Linked DNA regions of Mus musculus: region 1 is linked to region 2. Evidence: chromatin contacts called from public Hi-C data. All regions are on one chromosome and are shown on one strand. The core of a region is the stretch at or near the end of the contact, and the rest is flanking DNA. Distances in the headings are between cores, read along the strand shown.

Evidence for each region. Hi-C and Micro-C count contacts between places; a contact is called where the count stands out from the background.
Region 1: a Hi-C map of stem cell-derived motor neurons shows a contact between it and region 2, with 4 times the contacts expected there. The contact joins the promoter of Nsmce3 here to the enhancer-like site in region 2. A contact is called at or near these places in 2 of 39 promoter capture datasets (hippocampal neurons and liver), 5 of 484 Hi-C or Micro-C datasets (embryonic stem cells, liver and stem cell-derived motor neurons), 2 of 115 datasets of contacts at active chromatin or transcription factors (both in embryonic stem cells) and 2 of 9 other capture datasets (adipose tissue and pancreatic islet).

The regions. Positions count from the first base shown.
Region 1 is chr7:64,870,430-64,877,017 of GRCm38.p6, reverse strand. Nsmce3 (NSE3 homolog, SMC5-SMC6 complex component) reads left to right here and starts at 3,978. Exons shown (of 1, transcript NM_023239.5): 1 at 3,978-5,336. The coding sequence starts at 4,100. The coding sequence ends at 4,939. The region is part of intron 2 of Fam189a1 (family with sequence similarity 189, member A1); the gene reads left to right.
Region 2 is chr7:64,749,669-64,755,801 of GRCm38.p6, reverse strand. Apba2 (amyloid beta (A4) precursor protein-binding, family A, member 2) reads right to left here. Exons shown (of 15, transcript NM_001291166.1): 14 at 5,559-5,699; 15 at 1,924-2,731. The coding sequence ends at 2,660. Among named protein-coding and RNA genes, the nearest start is that of Nsmce3, 120 kb to the left of the region's middle. Within about 2 kb of position 1,486, at least 11 of the 459 cell types and tissues checked have an H3K27ac peak or open chromatin away from gene starts, as enhancers often do. A contact at or near this core is called in liver, pancreatic islet and stem cell-derived motor neurons, where this site is marked.

The DNA.
Region 1 (6,588 bases), core at 2,729-5,228, 120 kb before region 2:
AGTTCTGTGTAGCCTTGCTCGGTGCCTGTGAAATCTTAGATAGTGTGGGGTTTGCCTCAAAGAATTTTTATTTTCCCTCCTTTTGGGGTCTGGCGATAAACGCAGAAAGGTCATCTACACAAGCATTTGAACATTTCTTTTCTGCTTTAGTCATTTATCTCCATGACTCCAAGGCTTCCACAGAAAGTTGCACTTGCCATATTCCAATGGCATCGGATTTACTGAAAATCTGAACCTCCTAACGGGCAGAGCATTATGACACTGCGAAGTGAGGCTTCACCAAGGAGATGGTTTTCATTTATCTTCTAACCAACAATAAAAATCAACCTTCTTATTTTTCAGAGCACACAGCCTTAATGGCATAGTCATGTCTATATATTCCTTCCTGACCTTTCCCTGATTTTTATATGTGCATGTGCTCCCCTGAGATGAACATCTTTCTAGTGCTAGGTAGCAGAATATGCCACCCAGAATATGTCACTTTGGCATAAGGATTACTTCGAGCTAAAGCACTTGAAAAACAGCAGCTGTGAGAAGGGCAGCCTAGCTCCTCTCTTCCTTTGAAAACAGGAGATAAAAACTTTCAAGTGCAAGGTCCCTGCCCACAGCCAGAGAAAGGAAACATTACCGGGTCCTGGCCAAGAGGTCATAGTCAGCTTCTTCTTATAATTACTCTCCTTTAGCCTTCCCATATAATTTAGTTACCTTTCCACAATTACCTCTCTTTGTTCAAATACAAAAGCACCTAGGTCTTGCGATGACTACTACTACTACTACTTCTTCTTCTTCTTCTTCTTCTTCTTCTTCTTCTTCTTCTTCTTCTCCTTTTTTTCTTTTCCCTTTTTTTTTTTTTTTTTTTTTTTTTTGAGACAGGGTTTCTCTGTGTAGCCCTGGCTGTTCTGGAACTCACTCTGTAGACCAGGCTGGCCTCAAACTCAGAAATCCGCCTGCCTCTGCCTCCCAAGTGCTGGGATTAAAGGTGTGCACCACCACTTCCCCGCAGTCTTCTTTGAAACTTGGTTTTGTTATTTTAAAAAAGGGACTGTGTCTCCTTCCACTTGGACTAAAGGTGTATACATTTATTTAATTAATCTGTCTCCTGGGCTGTGGGCATAGCACAATAGTAGCACATTTGCCCAATGTATGAGAGGCCCCAGATTTGACCCCCAGGACTGCAAAAACCAAACTAAATTTTAAAACTGCCTCATGAATTTAATTCTGCAGCCCGACCAGGACCCTAAGAAAGTCAACCCCTAAACAGAAACTAACAGTACCTAAGCACCCTGCCAGCCCCTGTGCTAGGTCCTTAGCAAACAAATCCCAGCTAATTCTTTGAATTCGGAATTCCTTGGTTTCAGATTGTTGGTCTGGAAGCTGAAATTTGGAGTGTGGGTAGCTTTTCCAGAATTGTAGTCTAGATTCCCTGAGGCCAAAGTTATATTCTTCAGGGTCACCTTGTCTACGTTCTACCTATCTGTTTCTCCATGAATGAAAGTAATAGACCAACAGGCCCCACAGGGTTGGTGTGAGGCTGAAGAGGCAGTGTTTGCAGTTACCTTTGCAAAGGCATTGACTCTTGCCTTTGCCACCTTCCGTGTTAGGACTTCATAGTTTCCATTGTCGGTTGGAAGTAGGATGCAGGGTCTGGGTGACCTTCTCATTGCAACTTCTAACCTCCATTTTAATAACATCATTCTGTGCCTGTGTTTTCTCGTCTGCATCCTGGATGGCATGGAGAAAGGTGTTTTGAGATTTAAAACTGTATCCTTCTTCCTGTGTTTTGAGTCATGATCATCTGCTGTCTGTGTGGGGGGTGCTGCTAAAAGATGCTGTGGTTTCTAGTCTTGGGTGCTAGCCTAGCTTCTGGAGTCGCATGGTTCTCTGTGAAGAAATTAACACAGAAAATACTGAAACGCAGCCTGATGGCTGACAGCAGCTCTCATCTTATTTTCCTTTTCTCTCTTATCTCTTGGCTGCTGAAATTGTTTGGCTCAAGGCACAACTGATCCTTCTGGAGGGACCTTTTTGCAGATTTTTTAGATCGCAGGAGGCTTTGATGAACTTAAATACAGAATTCAGTATGCAGGGAAACTGAAGCAGATGAATGGAAGAGTGTCATGATGCTGTGTTTTATTTAGTTGGTCTCGGTCCATTTTGTGTTGCTGTAAAATAATGCACAGAGTGAGTAAACTGGAAATAGGAGAATTGTCCTCCACTCGTGACTCTGAAGGGTGGGAGGACTAGGGGCCAGGTACCACATCTGTGGAGCATCACTGTGTCGTGAGAGGTTTAGAGAGTACAATGGCAAAATTGATTTAATCTTAACTCATTACAGAGAACATGGCATTCATTCACTCATGAGGACAAAGCCCTCTTCAGTGGGGGGATTACATTTCCAACATGCAAGCTTTAAAGGACACATTCAAACTGTTGCAGCCTCTGCCATTGCGACCAACCTTTGATGATGTCTTCGTAGACCCTGTATGGAATAGAAAGTTACTGCTCAAAGCTCACTAGATTTCAGAACACTTGAATCACAACATGGGGTGGGATTTTATATTAGCATTGCAGGTCCCATTATCAGAGTGCATTTTCATATTGAATTATAAACAAAAATTTTATGCTGCTTACATTTAATGAAATTTTAATAAGGCCATGTTTTGGTGTTATTATTCAAATAATGTGATCTGAATTGCTTTCCTCTGAATATATTTGCATTAAGGAGGAAATCAATTTGAGTTCGTTCTCTGAATAGTTTACCTATTTTCTTGGTAGCTTTAAAAAAGAGAGAGGAAAACTCAGTTCCGTTGTCAGTAAATGGAGAAGAAACCCATTTGCTGAGATCCACAGCAGTAATAGCAACAGACTGCTGATGGTTTGAGTTAATGAAATGACTCATTTTGTCTATTAGAGTTGCACAATTTAAACCATCTACAAGCCACACACACCACAAATTATAAAGGATGATAGCTCTTCTCTTTCTTATTGAGATTTTAAAGCTTATATATTAAGAGAGAGAATTAAGAAATTCACATTATTGCTACTCCCAATCATTGGTAACCTAAATTAAATGGTAATCTCTGGAGAGAGCAAGTGCCTCTGGGGTTAGCATTCCTCTAACATGTTTCTGCTAAAATTGTGGATGTGGGTCCGCGGCAGTTTTCCCAAACATGTCTTCCAAAAGGTCAGTCCACATTACCAAACTAAGTCACGTTATTGGCAGTGCTTACGTGGTTTCTCATGGTCATCTAACTGAAATTCAATGAAGAGAATGTGAACCTGAAAATTGCAGAAGTCTTGCTTTTAAGAATAACTTCCCTTACAGACTCAAGGGATTGTACAGAAATTAACTGGCCAGGTGGGAATGAACTCTGCCAAGGACAGATACCGGGACAGGGTCCCCTAGTCTGTCATGTCCCGCATTTGGTGCACAAGTCAACACTTTTTTTTATTTGGGGGGGGGGGGGGGTTCGAAACAGGTTTTTTCTGTGTAGCCCTAGCTGCACCGGAACTCACTCTGTAGACCAGGCTGGCCTCGAACCCAGAGACCTGCCTGCCGCTGCCTCCCAAGTGCTGGGAGTAAAGGCGTGCGCCACCACTGCCCGGTAACTCTTTTTTTTTTTTTCTTGACTTTCCAGATCTTTTCCTCCTCTCCCTTTATTTTCCCACCCGCACACATTTATCCTTTGTGTTCCATAGACAAACTTTGTAGCTTAAAAACTAACCAAAAACTATTAGACGTGTCTAAACAGGTGTGCCCTAGAACTCAACCGCACACTTGCCGAGAAGTTTTGGTTCTTGTTTTCTATTTATATGAGCTCATAAACACCATTCAATTCTCATTAAAACTGGGGATAAAGCCCAGGAGGAGCTGCTGCCAGCGCCGAGGCCCTCCGCATGCGCAGTAGCTATGAAGAGTCCCCGCCCCCGCAGGCTGGCTCCCAGTCGTATCGCTCCGCCTCCCGGACGCAGCGCGCCGGCGACGTGACGTCACGCGCGCGCCGCAGCTTCTCTCCCAGCCTCTGGGGCGCGCTCGCTCGGCGGAGTCTTCTGGCGGTTGCTGCTCCCGATCGCGGCCTGCTCTCCGCCGACCGGGGACATGTTGCAGAAGCCGAGGGGCCGCGGTCGGCCCAGCACGCAGGCTGACCCGGAGCGGGACTGGGGAGGCGCTGGCGAGGAAGGACCCAGCACGTCCCGCGCCGCGGGCGGCTCCTCCCAGGGCTCCCGCGCTTCCCTGTCGGCCCCGACCGTGGGGCCGCGCACTCAGAAGCAGCTGGAGCTGAAGGTGGCCGAGCTGGTGCAGTTCCTGCTGATCAAGGACCAGAAGAAGATCCCGATCAAGCGGACGGACATCCTGAAGCACGTGGTGGGCGACTACCGGGACGTGTACCCCAACCTTCTGAAGCTGGCCGCCGAGCGCCTGCAATACGTGTTCGGGTACAAGCTGGTGGAGCTGGAGCCCAAGAGCCACAGCTACATCCTCATCAACATGCTGGAGCCGGTGGAGGCGGATGCGGAGATGAGGGGCGATCAGGGTACCCCCATCTCGGGCCTGCTTATGATAGTCCTGGGGCTTATCTTCATGAAAGGCAACACCATCACCGAGACTGAGGTCTGGGACTTCCTGCGACGGCTCGGAGTGTACCCCACTAAGAAACACTTAATTTTTGGCGACCCAAAGAAACTCATTACCGAAGACTTTGTGCGGCAGCGCTACTTGGAGTACCGGAGGATACCCCACACCGATCCTGTGGACTATGAATTACAGTGGGGCCCGCGAACCAACCTGGAAACCAGCAAGATGAAAGTTCTTAAGTTTGTGGCCAAAGTCCATAACCAGGACCCCAAAGACTGGCCCACACAATACTGCGAGGCTTTGGCAGATGAGGAGAGTAGGGCTAGACCTGCAACTGCTAGTGCCCCAGCCACATCCTCTTGAACTCTTTGAGTTATGGTCTGAGGGACTCTGGAGATCCAGTATAAAAGAACAGGGGGAATGGGGGTCGGAGGAAGCTTGATTCTGCTACGCATAAAGGCCTTGGAGCGTTAGGATGTGTTGCAGGGTTTTTTGTTTGATTTTTTTATTATTATTATTATGGTTTGGAGCTTTAAATTTTCATTTAATTGTCTTTTTGTTTATAAAGAGTTTTCTAACTTTCTAAACCTAAATGAAATTGTATGATGCCAAACATATTCAAGAAGGAACACTTTGGTAAATTGCTTTGATGTTCTAGACGATAAAGAAACAGGGTAGCTATTATCTTAATGACTAGTTCCTGGGGAAAAATAAAAGTCTTTTTAAAATTGAAAATAAAATTGTTTTAGCTTCTTGTCAACACAGCTTTAAATATACATATTCTGTTGGGTGTGAGCACTTGTGGTCCCACGAAATCTATGTGATGTGTTTTCTAGCATTTTTATATTCATAATCATAATTCTGTTGTCCTATGGGTTCTACTTAAGATTCTTTTCTAGTATAACAAATACTATACTTTTGAGTCAGTTCACCATTATTATTATTATTGTTTCCCTGTTAGAAATTGCGGCTAAAAAGGAAATGTCATGATTCCAGACTTTTTTTTTTTTTCCATGATAAGCTAAGTCAATGGTGTTGCAGAAGTGTGTGAATGTGTATTAGAGCAAGTTGTAAAAATCGTTAGGTCTCCGGTTTATAAAACAGTGTCGTGTCGTATCGATTAACCAGGCCTGATTGGGAACCACACTGCCCAAGTGCAGATCCTGTTCCACCAGAAGAATTTAGCTTGTGTATCTGTAGAATCAAGTGTGCCCTTAAGGTGAATAAATAGGAAACGAGATAAAGCTGAGCAAAGCCCTGGTGTGGAAGAATAGTTCTTTAGAAGAACTCAGGGTGATGTCTGGTGCGGACAGACCAGTGTGAACAAGGCTACCACAAGATGAGGGGCACTTTATGTTGCTATAGGTGAGTCAGGAAACAAGTTCACAGATTCCTTGGAGTTCTTCATAGTATCTGGCCAAACACTGGGCACAGGCAGTAAGTACTGTTGTTCTGAGAAGAGTTGCAAGTTCGTCATCAGAAGAACAAACAGGGTGGCAGTGAGGACAGGTGACTTTAATCAGCCCTGAACTAGAGGCCAACTAGAGGAGTCTGTGGTAGCTACGAGGTCTGAAGGGACGAGAGGGGCTACTGACTGTTGGCTTGTGTTGCAGTAGTGTCCTAGGATGCTTTCTCCAGCTGTGACATACCATGACCACAGGCAGCTTGGAAGGTAAGGGTTTTATTTCAGTTGTAGTCCATCACTGAGGAATCCTGGAGGCTGGAAATAAAGTAGAGGCTATGAAGGAACACTGCTAACTGGCTTGCCCAGCCTGCTTAAACAGCTCAGGACCACTTGCCCCAGGGATAGCATTATCTACAGTGAACTGGGCCCTCCCACATCAAAAATCGATCAAGAAAGTGTTCCACCTGGTGGAAGCATGTTCTCAATTGAGGGTCTTTCTTTCCAGATGACCCCAGTTTATGTCAAGTTGACTAAACAGCACGAGGAGATCTGGAAATTTTTAGGCAAGGACTAGTTTATCCTTGAGTCCCCCTTCTTGGTTACTTTT
Region 2 (6,133 bases), core at 237-2,736:
TTAAGAGAGGGAGGGGCACACTGTAGCCCCAGTGCTGGGGTGTGCAGGGATAGGCCAACCACTTCCTGACTGGAGCAGCTGGAATAGCAAGCCCCTGGTTCTGTAAAAGACTGCCTCGACAAAATAAGATGGGGCGTGACAAAGGACCGTATATCCATGTGTGCACAAATGGTCACATGTGCCTGCACACAGGTGAAAACACATGCACACATTGTGCACACACGCTGAGTACCAGTCTGTAGACATCGTACCCTCGTATCATCTCTGACTGTGCCTCTTCTCTCTGGAGCAGGGCACGTGCTTGTCTAGAACACACAGGGGCAGTCCGTGGGCCTAGCAGCAGGCGCTAGCTCCTCTGCTGTCTTGCCTTCACCTCAGGGACTGTTCATCCCATTCTGTACGAATGCCAGCCATCTAGATACTGGTTTTTGAATCTTGGCATAGGGAAACAGTTTTCTTGGCTCTCAGTTCTTCTGTTTTTTGGGGAGTGAGGTGACAGACCTGGAGACCTTTGTGTTGCATTTCTGATGGCATTTCTCAGGCCACTGTTTGAGGCTAGAGTTCACAGTGAAAGGCTCTTTCTCGCCTGCTCCTGATGGGTAGAAAAGTGAAGGGGGCACATGGTTCAGGCCCCTCAGGCGGTTCCTGCAGAATCGTGAGCAAAGAAAACACCTGGTCATGGATATGCTTTGCTGCGGTGGGCCAAAGAGGAGACTCTCACTTGCCAAGGTCCCCTGTCTCATCCTCCAGAGACAACCCCAAGCTTACCCCATTCCCTCCTCATATCAGGCACAGCAGGCCTGTAGCAAGGTACAGAACTGCAAAGATGCCCTGCCAACACTCTACAGGTATGGATTCCAAAGGTCTGGAGAAAGGCTAGGTGTAGGCCAATATCCTTTAACATACATATACTTCTGAGGTAAGCAATCCGGAGAATCCCTGGTCTCCACCGCTCCTTTATTAAGTCAACCTACAGCCATCTCTTCCATGCTGCAGCTGAGTGAAGAACCTGAAGCTGGGCGGACACTATCAGTGACACATGGTGGCTTTTAGCCCTTGCCCCCTCCAGTGCCCACCTGTGTGGGAGCTGCTAAGGTTGCAGACCAGGGAGGGGTCCTGTTACCACAGGGCAGACTCTCAGAGCCACTGTCCAAACGGTGGAAATGAGAGGCCCACAGCGTGTGTACTGCCCAGCTGACAAATGAGGCACACACAGTGCATTTGATCACGACTTGAGGTTTATTAGCAATATGCACGAAGTCTTCCTAGGGTCAGCTGCATGCAACACACAGGTTACTCCTCGAGTACAGTAATCCTAAATCTTTAGTTACTGTGTGGTAAGGCTTCTTAAGTCACAGTGTATTCTTCAAGGCCTGAGCCAAAAAAAAAAAAAAAAAAAAAAAGAGGCTGCCAGACAAAATGACGTCAGTTAACATTGACCTCTAATGCGCTGAGCCAGCCCCTGCGCTCCTTGGTCCATGACACGCTAACACTGCTCTGTGAGTGATGGCCAAGCAGTTCGCTTGACAAGTAATTTGCACTCTTGCTGGTCCCTTCTGGAAGGGCAGAGGTGGGGTTTTCTGATGTGGGCTTCCTTTATTGGGGACAGGTGTGTGTGTGTGTGTGTGTGTGTGTGTGTGTGTGTAGGTGTCTGTAGAGTTTTGTTGTTGTTTAAATAGGAACATTTCCCATGCCTCTGCCTTTGTCCCCGGCAGGATGTTGCCCCCTAACAAGAAGTCCTGTGGTGGAGGAGTCAGTCAAGGTAAGGATGCCCAGGGAAATTCACAGGGTCTCAGGGGACTCAGAATAGTCTAGGACAGGAGAAGCAGCAGTGGTCACAGATCGTCCGGAAAACTAAACATCCAGAGAATGGCTTGCCAAGGTCAAAGTCCAAACAGTATTATTTGCTAAATAAATATGGAGTTTTGACATCGTGACCATGATTTTTTATTTAACTCGGGAGCATCCCCTTGCTGCGTAAATACTTACAATCAATCACACGTTCCCACACTTGGCACAAGTCTCAGCCTGGAAGCCAGGTTGCCCCTGTGCCTGTGCAGAGGAGGCAAGGCCAGCAGATGGGCCCTCTAGGACACCCCTGGACCCCAGGGGTCACAGCCAAGGGCAGAAAAGGCTGCAGCTGCATCACAGGGGGGACTCCTTTCACAGCCACGGAGACGGGAGGGGTGGGCACCACATTCACATTCCATAGCCTCAGGGAGTAGAGACAGCACACCACACAGAACTACCTGTGAGCACCCTTCATCAGCCGTGATGAGAATGTGGCAGAAGACTGGTAAGTTTCACAAAGGATTGCCCTGCAACTCTCCTTCAGTAAGGACATACCTATTTTTCCCCCTTTTCTTTCTTTCTTTCTTTCTTTCTTTCTTTCTTTCTTTCTTTCTTTCTTTCTTTCTTTCTTTCTTTTTTTTGTTGTAGCAAAACTGAAAACAAAACTAAAACAAAACAAAACAAAACAAAAACAACCAAACAAAAAAACTAGGTGACAAGGACACACCCTTCCTTTGAGGGAGCCAGAGGTCCTGGTTGGGGTGGCTGCAAGGGGGTCAGGGGGTCAGGGCTTTGTCCTGGCTTCTGGCTCGTCCGGACCCAGGTGGGTCTGCCTGGTATCCCGGCTCCACGGTGAGGTTGGGTGTACCTAGATGTACAGCGGGGTCTCCTGGCCCGTGAGGAGCCTAAACATGGCTGCAGGCATGGTCTTCATGTGAATCTGGAAACAGAGAGGAAAGGCTGAGCCAGCTGCCGCTTCTCCTTAGTGAAATGAATGCATCAGGTGCCAGTCTCCGAGAGGCTCTCAGTGAGCAGGCTGGGATAGAAGGGTGGGTGCCCCTCCGATACGGGGCTTCTGATACACTCTGTCTCTCTCTCATCTGGAGCTGACACCAAAAGAATGGGACAGTAGACTTCTGATGGTGACTGGGCACAGGTCCTCCCCCCCCCGCCTCCCCCCCCCCCCCCCCGAGCTGCAAGAAGTGTGCTGTGCTTCTGAGAAGGGGATGCACAGACTCTGGATGAGGCAAGAGGATGTGGGGCGAGGGAAGAGCTGAAGAGACAAGGAGTCCCTCAATTAACAAATGACTCTCAACAACCCAGTTGCCCTTGGGCTCTACTTGGGCTGGGTAGACCATGGGATGACTTCCTGGGTGGTGGGATGACTCTGAGTCCCGAGAGACAAACAGCAGGGAGCTCTGATTCCCCTTTTCCACTCCCCATACTGGGGTTGTGCTCCTGGACTTGGGCCGTGCTGTGCTCTGGAAGAAGCTGCCAGGGTCTCAGCTGCCTCCAGGTCTGTTCTGGCCCAGACTGTACTCTGCGGACGGAGCTCATACAGGTGAAACGTGCAGATGTTTGCTTCGTTCATACTTTAGCTCCTCCACAAGTCCACAGGACAGCCTTTCCCTCAGGAGCATCATTCGCCGTAATTCTTCAATTAAAACCTACCCCACCCACAACCTGTGAGGGCGTCTCAAAATGGGGTGACTCATTCTCCAAATGTGCTTGGGGGTTGGTGGGAAATGCAGGCAGACATTTCTGTCACCAGCTGGGTGGGTGAAGCCTTGCTCAGCCCACAGGCTGAAGGGAGTTGCCACACTCCCTCTCTCTGCTGTTTCCTTAGTTATCAATTAATCTCAGGCCTGAGGTGGTGGAGTCATTTCTTGGGGTCCCCGGCCCACCCCCACCCTCCCCCGGCCAGGATTGATTTCTTTAGGTGTGAGACTGGTTACTCCCATGAGGGCAGTCATTTCTGAATGTCTACTTAGGAAAATTGGATTGTCCTTTCTTGGAAGCCATTAGTTAGAAGCAGCCAATGGCCCCCTCCTGTCCCCTCCTTGAGAGTTAGCCATCACTTGCAGCCAGTCCAAAGAATGTACCTCTTCCCCCAAGCCCCTTTAGGTATGTCAAAAGATGCTGACTTGGTCATTGTGGCCCCAAGAGAGGTGATTTAAGGGACATAAACCAGGATCCCCTGAGGAAATAACAACTCCCATCCTTCCATGCCCAAAGGAAATGGGAGTCTGGACCATCTGCCCTGCATGAGCACCCAGTGGCCACTAGAGGGAGTCTGGCAGCCCTGCAGGGACCACAGCAGAATTCCAGGAAAAGATCAGCGGGCAGGCAACTCCCCTAGCCAGAGCCTCTCCAGCTCAGCGCCAGCCTCCCACTCTGTGCCAGCACTCACAGTTTCCCAGAGACCACCCCGCCACAGTTCCCACTCCCACACTCACACCCCCATATTCATGGGAATTTGGACTGCCATGTGCACACGCATACTCTCATACTCAGATGTATACATCATGACCATACACGTCCCCTGTAAGTTTCTAATTGCATTCACACACACACACACACACACACACACACACACACACACACACACACACACACACCTACACTCATTTACGCCCACTCTAACACATTTATGCACACATCACAAACACAGCCTCCTCCACAAATTCACATGCATCCATACACTAACACCCCCACTCATACAAACCGGCAAGCATACTCCATCTCTTATACACAACTACAGGCACAGGTCACAAGCACACACTTAACCCACAATATCACAGATTCAGTCACTCATCTACATAAACACTAACACAAATACCTCACTCTTAGCCTACCTATTCTCATACATAGCCACAAATACACCAAAACACACTTTTTCTTCACAAACTCACACGCATTCTTACCCACACACCTATACTGACTAGCACCCACACCCTCACAGACACAATCATACACACCTACACAATACACTCTTACCCATAACTATAGACACACTAACATCCGGACACTCATAACCTCTTCTCCACCAGCTGCATATGCGAGAGCACACACACACACACACACACACACACACACACACACACACACACCTTCATACTACAAACCTCACCCATACTGCGTAAGTTTCCTCTCTGTGCACTGCAGCATCATCCACACCTTGCACTATGATGCTCACCTGTGTGATCCTTGAGGACAGCTATACCCCTCCTCGGGGACCAAAGGGTCTTGCTAGAATGCAAATGACCAAAGAAGGGCCAAACTAGGGGATGGTTGCAAGCTAGCGAACTATGAAAAGAAAAAGCAGTTTGACCCTGGGCACAGAGCAACACCCATGACACAGCAGCTATGAGCTAACCAGGCCTCCTGGTGTAGGGAGCTGGATGTACGGGATTCTGTTCAGAAATGGGGTTAGGGGCTGTGCCTGGGAGCCTCTGTCCTGAGATACCAGAGAGTCTAAGAGAACCCCCCCACTCTGCTCCCACTGTGAGGTGGGGGCACAGTCTGCTCCTCAGCTGACATCCAGTGGATGGTAACTGGCTCACAGGTCAAAGTGGGGCACACCCATGAAACAGGAGGTGGAGGTAAGCCCAAGGTCCCACATGCCCACTCTGTTCTAAACAGGGCTGCTTTCTGTTGGAAGGACCAGTGGCTTTTCAAAACACATCAAATGGCTTCCAGGGTTAGCTAGGCAGAGAAAACAGGAGCTCAAACACCCCTGGACTTGAGGGGCAGACCAGCAGTCTTACCTCTCCCACCGAGTTAGACAGAGCCTGGACTATCTTCTCATGGGCTGTGGCTACCACACTCTGTCCGTTGATCTCGATGATACGGTGGCCGACTCGGACACCACCTCGCTCTGCAATACCCCCTCTCATGAGGCTGCAGATCTACGGGGACAGGTGAAGTCAGCATACATGTTCCCATGCACCCTGAAGATATTCCACCATGTCCCACAGATGGGGGAAGAGACATTATTGTTGCAAAAGATCCCAGCATTTCAGTCCCTGACTCATGAGCAAGAACAGCTGTGAGTTAGAATGTGGCTTTAAGAAGAGGAGCCAGCACCATTGTGTGAGTGTCAGAACTCCAAGGTAGACCAGAGAGTTTTTTCCTGGGACTGCCTACAGTGAACATCTCCCCGCCAGCCACACCCTAGTGTTCTTTCTAAGGAAGACAGTCCATACCTCCCTTACCTACCTCATAGAGACTGAGATGATAAACTCTCAAGGCATAAATGTAGTTTGGGAACATGACACAGAGCCAGAAGGCTGTACCCATTCCCTCACAGTACTCACTGAAAACCAAGACATTAGAAAAATGG